Regions from separate parts of the Mus musculus genome. Here region 1 is linked to region 2. A link is a contact called in public promoter capture Hi-C data. All regions are on one chromosome and are shown on one strand. Each heading gives the region's core, a stretch centred on a gene start, on an enhancer-like site or on the middle of the called end of the contact. The rest is flanking DNA. Distances are from core to core; before and after follow the strand shown.

What was found. Promoter capture Hi-C pulls out the DNA fragments that hold promoters and counts their contacts.
Region 1: a promoter capture Hi-C map of liver shows a contact between it and region 2. The contact joins the enhancer-like site here to the promoter of Pccb in region 2. A contact is called at or near these places in 6 of 39 promoter capture datasets (the C10 cell line, HPC-7-derived erythroid cells, liver and 1 more), 8 of 484 Hi-C or Micro-C datasets (CD4 T cells, Sertoli cells, Th17 cells and 4 more), 2 of 115 datasets of contacts at active chromatin or transcription factors (embryonic stem cells and regulatory T cell precursor) and 3 of 9 other capture datasets (adipose tissue, liver and pancreatic islet).

What each region holds. Positions count from the first base shown.
Region 1 is chr9:101,112,681-101,116,347 of GRCm38.p6, forward strand. The region is part of intron 13 of Ppp2r3a (protein phosphatase 2, regulatory subunit B'', alpha); the gene reads right to left. Among named protein-coding and RNA genes, the nearest start is that of Msl2, 40 kb to the left of the region's middle. Within about 2 kb of position 1,896, at least 19 of the 459 cell types and tissues checked have an H3K27ac peak or open chromatin away from gene starts, as enhancers often do. A contact at or near this core is called in liver, where this site is marked.
Region 2 is chr9:101,032,578-101,036,359 of GRCm38.p6, forward strand. Pccb (propionyl Coenzyme A carboxylase, beta polypeptide) reads right to left here and starts at 2,307. Exons shown (of 15, transcript NM_025835.3): 1 at 2,092-2,307. The coding sequence starts at 2,280.

The DNA.
Region 1 (3,667 bases), core at 646-3,145, 80 kb after region 2:
TGGGTTTGGGGAATCACACTCAGGTCTTATAGCCTTTACTAAGCACCTTTGCCTGCTGACTCAGCCTGATGCTCCCCACACCTGCACCTTATTCAGTTAGGATGTGTAGCTGTCTGGGCCCCCATTGCCTATGCATGTGGAAACCAGGAAAGGGTGTTGGTGTTCTCTTCTGTTATGTTCTACAACTTTCTCTGAGACAGTCTCTTTTCCTGAAACTGGGGCTCCGTTTTCTCAGCTAGGCTGGAGGCCAGCAACCTGCTTTAGAGCTCAGGTTACAGGTATTTTTGGGAACTCTTGTTTGACTGTGCAGGTGCTGGAATTCTAACTTATTTTGTTGTAAGTTAAAATAAGGATGCTAATTATAAATAACTGCATAACCTTTCCTCAGATAGGGACTCTAGTTTTCCTGGGTTCATTCCTGGGTTGAATTTTTATGCTGGTCCTTGTTGTGATTGTGTGTCAGCTAGCCATGTTTGTCTGCAGCGTCTGCAACCTCAGGCCTGGAGTCATTTATCTGCTGTGAAGTAGAGCTTGACAAAAGGGCAATCCATGACTGTTAGTACTTTTGGAAGGTTGTATGTGCTGGGCTTCCTAAAGACATCCTTGTTGTGGGATTGGGTGGAATACTGTTGCTCTGTGCCCTATGGTAAGTATTTGCTCAGGCACTTCCGTAACAGTCTATCAGGTGATACGGATACATAGAAGGCAGAAAAATGGTGGTTTGCCTTAGAGAAGCCTACAGTCCGGTGCTAAGATGAGTAAGTCCATCTGTTTCCACTCACAGGCCAGGCTCTCTTGGACATACTACACATTCCAGTTCACAATCCACTGTTTACACAGATAGTTACTGTATCAGTGATGCCATGTCCTGTGCTCTAGGAATGAAGCGAACAGCCTGGGTGAAGAATGCTACTTACAGCTGACTAAACTCTACTGGAAGAGGGTAGGGAAATATGGCCATGGCCATAGAAGTTGTAGAAGTAAATAGCTACTGCTTTTTTTTCTTCTTCTTTTTTTTTTTTTTTTTTTTTTGTTTTTTCGAGACAGGGTTTCTCTGTAGCCCTGGCTGTCCTGGAACTCACTTTGTAGACCAGGCTGGCCTCGAATTCAGAGATCCGCCTGCCTCTGCCTCCCAAGTGCTACTACTTTTTATTACAAAGAACTTGGCTCTAAGATTTTATTTTCCTCCTCCCCCTCCTCTCCCTCTTTTTCCTCTTCTTCCTCCTTTTCCTCCTCTTCCTCCTCCTCCTCTTCCATCTCCTCCTTTTTTTTTAATTGGTGTTTCAAGACAGGGTTTTTTCAGTGTAGCCCTGGCTATCCTGGAAGCCACTCTGTAGACCAAGCTGGGATCAAGATCTGCCTGCATCTGCCTCCTGAGTGCCAACACCACCTGGCTATTTACATTGTCTTCTTTAAATCTTAAAATAGCTTGGTGTTAGAGAGGTTTCATTGTGCAGGGGATCCTATAGCTTGGAAATCTGGGATCACACTAGTAAGCAGTGGAGCAAGAATTTGAGCTTAGTACTGCTTAACTCCAAATTTCATGTGTGTGCTGTTTGTTAACTTTACCCAGGGTAGGCATAGCACCTGTTCCCAGTAGCTGGATGCCAGGTGTTTACAGGCACTATCTCCGATTCTCACAATGCCTCTGGAAGGCAGTTACCAAGTTTTCTGAACTGAGCTGGAGGAGTCAGGTAGCCTGTGCAGCTGGTGACTGGGCCAGCTCTGAGTGGCTCCTAAGCCTCTTAACACTCTTCCTTTTTCTAATATGGATCTGGCAATTCTGCGTGACATTTATCCCTGACTTTTCTCTATTTCTTCTTGAGGTGAAGGCCTAGGTTGGAACCTTTGGACTTTCAGGCACTGACCCAGCAGCTTCTGGACCAGTGTGACAGGCCGCCGTTTCCTTTGCTGACATTCTCGTGCCTGCTGCCCAGGCTGCTTGTCTTCTCTTCCCTAGAGACCTCAACTCCCACATGTGTCCTGCAAGCCTTATCTCTCACCACATGAGACGAGAGGTCTGTGACAAGCGTATCTCATATGTACTGCTTGAATTTCACTAGAGCTGGTGGCTGCATTGCCTCTCGTGACCCTTTACCTGTGTCCCTGCCTCCTCTTCCTTTACCTGTGACCTCTGCCTGCTTTTCCCTCCTGTGTCCTTGCCTCATCTTCATTCCAAGCACACTGGTACTCCTCTTAGTATGACCACAATTTGAAATATTTTTTTGCTTAATCCAATTGTATTTTCTCTTTAACTGATACTAAGTTTCTCTTGTGTTACTCAAACATAGTAGGTATTTAGACCCGATGTCCCCCACGCCCTTTCTTTAAGGCAGGTTAAAAAGATGGGCTGGGAGATAGCTCGGAGGTTAAGAATGGTTCTTGCATTACTTATTAGAGGACTGGTGTTTGGATCTCACCACCCACATTGGGTGGTCACATATGCCTCTTAGTTCCAGCCTCAAGGAATATTCTACCACCTTCTGTTCTCTGTGGGCATGCACGCACACATAGAAAATAAACTGGGCTTGGTGGTGTATACTTTTAGTACCAGCACTTGAGAAGCAGAAATAGGTGGATCTTTGAGTTCAAGGTCAACCTGGTCTACATAGCCAGTTTCAGGCAAGCCTGAACTGCCTGGCATGGGTGCTTGGAACTGAATGCCAGTCTTCTGCAGGAGCAGTCTGTGCTCTTAATCACTGCAGTGGTGTTTGTTTGTTTGTTTGTTTTGTTTTGAGAGATTTATCTGAGTTACAACTATTAGTAATTTGTTCCTCTTATTTTCCAGGAATTAACTGAAATCAACAATCTGTCTATTGTTTGTGTATAATTAAGAGGTGATGGGGGGCTGGAGAGATGGCTCAGTGGGTAAGAGCACTGACTGCTCTTCTGAAGGTCCGGTGTTCAAATCCCAGCAATCACATGGTGGCTCACAACCATCTGTAAATGAGATCTGACTCCCTCTTCTGGTGCATCTGAAGACAGCTACAGTGTACTTAGATATAATAATAAATAAATCTTTAAAAAAAAGGTGATGGTTTGAAAGAGATCTGTTTTCCATAGGTTCATATATTGAATTCTTGGACCTCACACTTCCCTGCTATGACAGACTCTTAGATCTCTGGAATCATAAGGCAAATTAAACTCCTTTTTTCTATAAGTTGGTTTTGGTTATGGTGTTTTATCACTGCAACAGGAAACTGTTATATTTCATTACTTAATTTCCTTTTTGGGGAGTGGAGGGTTGCTGGGGACTAATCTCAGGGCTTTGCACATGATATCCCACTGAGCTTCACCCTCAGCCCACAGCAGCTTATAGTATTTCACCATTTACTATATTTAGGTCCCATTTATTTTCATGATTTGTTCTGTTTAAGAAGTAAATATTTGCGTAAATGAACTCCAAAATGTGGTATTTGAAACTCACATTTTGAAAAGATGCAGAATCCTGAATTCAAAGTTTTCTTTTTAAAAATGATTTGTTTGTTCATTTTGCCTATATGTAAGAGTACTATTGTGTATGGTGTCCTTGGAGGCCAGAAAAACATATTGGCCAAAAAACCAATTGGTATTACAGTCAGTTGTGAGTTCCATGTGGGTGCTGGGGACTGAACCTGGGTCATCTGAAAGAACAGCGAGTGCTCTTTTTACTGCTGAGCCATCTCCT
Region 2 (3,782 bases), core at 1,057-3,556:
ACAAATTATGGTGGCGCATGCATTTAATCCCAGCACTCGGGAGGCAGAGGCAGGCGGATTTCTGAGTTCAAGGCCAGCCTGGTCTACAAAGTGAGTTCCAGGACAGCCAGGGCTATAAAGAGAAACCCTGTCTCAAAAAAACCAAAAAAAAAAAAAAAAAAAAAAAAATTAATGAATGCCTCTATTATCAGAGCTGGGAGGTGGGGTTGGGGGTGGGGCGAGTTAGAAGTAGAGGGGTCAGAAGTTCAGCATCATCCTTGACTGCAAAGAAAAGTCAAAGCCAACCTGGGCTGCATGAGATCCTAGTTCAAAATGTCCTTTCAGATGAATTTGAATCCTCAATCTACCAAAAGCCTCCACCTCTTAGGCTCCCAAAACCTCAAATCTATAAATTCCTTGTCCTACTGTGTTAAGAAAACAGCACATATACACATTAAACAAACAAGAAGAAAAATTTTAAAACTTTAAATTAGATATTCTAATAAAACAGTAAAGCCGGGCAGTGGTGGCGCACGCCTTTAATCCCAGCACTCGGGAGGCAGAGGCAGGCGGATTTCTGAGTTCGAGGCCAGCCTGGTCTACAAAGTGAGTTCCAGGTCAGCCAGGGCTACACAGAGAAACCCTGTCTCGAAAAACAAACAAACAAACAAACAAAAAGTAAAAGCCAAAGAGGCTGTGGAAAGAGGCTGTGGAAAACAAATGTACTTTGGGGGGAAATAATCTAACAACTACGGAGATAGACAGATAGATAGATATATAGATAATAGACAGATCGATAAATTTTAAGATATTCATACTTTCTGGTCCTCTTTTAGGACATCTGATTCACGGACATAATGAAAAACTTGCTTAAAGGGAACACAAATTAGCCTCCCAACTAAATAAACTCTGACAGCAGAAAACCTGCTCTGAAGGCCTTAATGTAAGAGCATCAGGATCTTGCCTGGGGTGCAATAGGCAACTGAGCAAGGGTGTCCCAAGAGAAAGGTTACCAGAGCAGTGACAGGCTTTCCCAGGGAACTTAATAGCCCTTCAGAGGGACCCCAAGGGAGAGAGGGCTTATGGCTCACCATAAACCTTACAACCACATTTACATCCCTAAGTGTCAAGAGGAATAAATAGTTTTCCTTGAGCATTTTTCTTTTTTCAAACCTAACTCAGGACATCTGAATCAACATTTGACCCAGATTTTCACACACTTGGGTAAGACTTGCATGCCCTTCACAGGAGCCCTTCCCTTAGGGAACCTTCATGTTAACTTATCCAGCTCTTCTGCCTGGACTCACTCAGTTGTCAAGGACACACTGGGCAAGTCTGGCTTCAAGTCTAGGGTCACCTCTTCCAGCTTCTGTTGTTTTTTGTTTTTCTGCTGCTAAATGACCTCCCCAGAAGAAGCTCAAATGTGATTCCCGCCTCAGCTGCTCTCAGCAGAGTAGCCTGAGAGTTTATAGAAAGTCCACCTGCTTCCTATGCAGCAGATCGATACATGAACCTCTCAAGAGGCCAACCAGACTTCCTCGGTCACAGGCGTCACAAATCCCCAGCACGCAGGGAGACAACACACCAGGTTAATGTGAACATAACCAAGTTTTTTCTAATACTTCGTGCCTGGGTTTTACTGCTTCCTTCCCCGAGAAGAGGGAAGGGAAAAAAAAAAAAAAAAAAAAAACTGTCATAAACACTTTCAGGCAGCGGGAGAACAATCCCGTCTTTTAAATTCAGAGCCTGTGGCCGATTAACGTGGCAATCTTATTCAAACAAGACCTGGAAGACATTATTCTGTTTACGGTGCTTTCTAAAGACCACCTTTCCCAAAAGTTCAAAGCTGCTAAGTGGAGCGCAGCTGGAGACCGGTCACATCCATCCATCCATCCGACGACCAATGCCCACCACCACCGCCTGGGGACCTCCCTAAGTGGTGCAGATGTCTACTGACACCCGAGGGGGCTCTAGGTTCTCCAGGTGGACGTTCTCGCCGCGCCCCTCCCAGGCGCAGCGCCTATTGGCTGGGAGGCTCGTGCGCCGCGAGCCCGGCGCGCTGTGATAGGGCGGGAGCGGAGGGGGCGGGACGCACTGGCGCCCGTGACTCACTCGCTTGTGCTGCGCGTCGATGCGGCGCTGGCCTCCTCCCAGCAACGCTGCATGGCGCTTGTTGTCGATGCGCTCTTTAACTGAAACCGGCTGGCTGCAAAGGCCGCGGGTCGTGATGCCGAGGCCGCAATTCAGAACGCTGAGCCTCGCTCCAGCCGCCACCGCCCGAATCCTAATCGCCGCCGCCATTTTTTTTTTTTTTTTTTTTTGACTGCCAGCGTGACACACACTGCACCTCAGGACGCATGCGCAGAGAGCGTAGACATTGCGAGTCTGCGCCTGCGCGTCGTCGCTGGCCCTAAAGCTGGTAGCAGTCACAGGCTTGCATTCAGGCTCAAGGCGGTCCTGTTCTAGGAAATACCTGCCTCTCAGCTCTGTGCCCGTGTAGCCACACAGAACAAGGACTTCATTCCTCGTTCTGCGTTAGCCATCTAAACTCCAGGCTTCGTCGACCCTCTTCCCCCCAAAAATGAATAGATAATGAGCTCTGACCAACTTTTACCAAATGCTGTGCCAGGTTTTGCTCTTAAAACTTAGCCTTGAAATAATTTATATCCAGATTTCAGAGATGGGATACACAGGAACAGAAGTAGGTTTGTATGGCGTCAAGACTGAAATGTTTTGTGAGCTACGTATTGAGCTCCAGAGAGGGTCTCTTAAAGGGGAGAGGAGCTGGGAAGCTACTTGGCTCAGTGCTAAGTTAAAGCCTTTGCCAGCCTGAGTATGAGGACCAAAATTGGGGTCCCCAAACTCAGTACTCAGCCAGAGTAATGAGTGTCTGTACAGAGAGGTTGCCTAGGTGAGATAGCTGACAGAAATAAAAGAATCCCAGGAAGCTCACGGAACAGCCACCCTAGCATGTACAGAAGCAAATGAGACCCAATTCTCACACAAATAAGGGGACCATTGACACCCCATGTTGTCCTGTGACTTCCACATGTGCACGCCCAAACTCTGATACACACAAATTATTTGATGTTTTTTAAGTTTGTGACGAGACACAGAATGGTGAAGTAAACTTTTAGAGACCATTGTGCTAGGTCTAGGCTCCATAGGGTTTTACAGTAGGGGAGAGAGGTTGGCCTCAACCCCGAATACACCAAAGACAAGATGTATCGGGGAGGGAGCTCAATGGATAGAAAATTAATAGGGAACACAGGGCAAGGAGCAATCTGACAAACAACGTTTGCTTGGTTGAAGGCAAGCCAGGGTGCTCAGACATCATTTGGGGGACAGTGGAAGAAGAACCTTATCAAATATGGAGGGCGATCCCTCATCAAGGGTGGAAGATTCTGGCATAACTGACTTAGCAGGATTCTTGGCAAAGCTACCCTCTAGAAGAGAGGACCTGGGAGCCAAGGTCAGTTCTATTCAAGAGATGCTCAGTAGAGCCTGACCGAAGTTTGGTCAAGAAGAGAATCTTGTCAACACAGCGGCTTTGGCATTAGCTGGGAGGAAATAGGAAAAGTAAACTAGGAGCAGACTGCTCGGGCTCAGACCTACTAATCAGAGGGGATGCAAGGCGGCGGCGGGGGCGGGGGGCGGGGGCGGGGGGGGGGGGGGGAGGCTGCTGACCTCTTAGCAAGGACCCTTTAGTCAGTTCAGATGCTAACATCTGAGAAGTGCTGCTCCAGTGCTTTCGAAAACTCTACTATGAATGCTTTCTCATCTGTTTACCCAGCGAAGTGGCA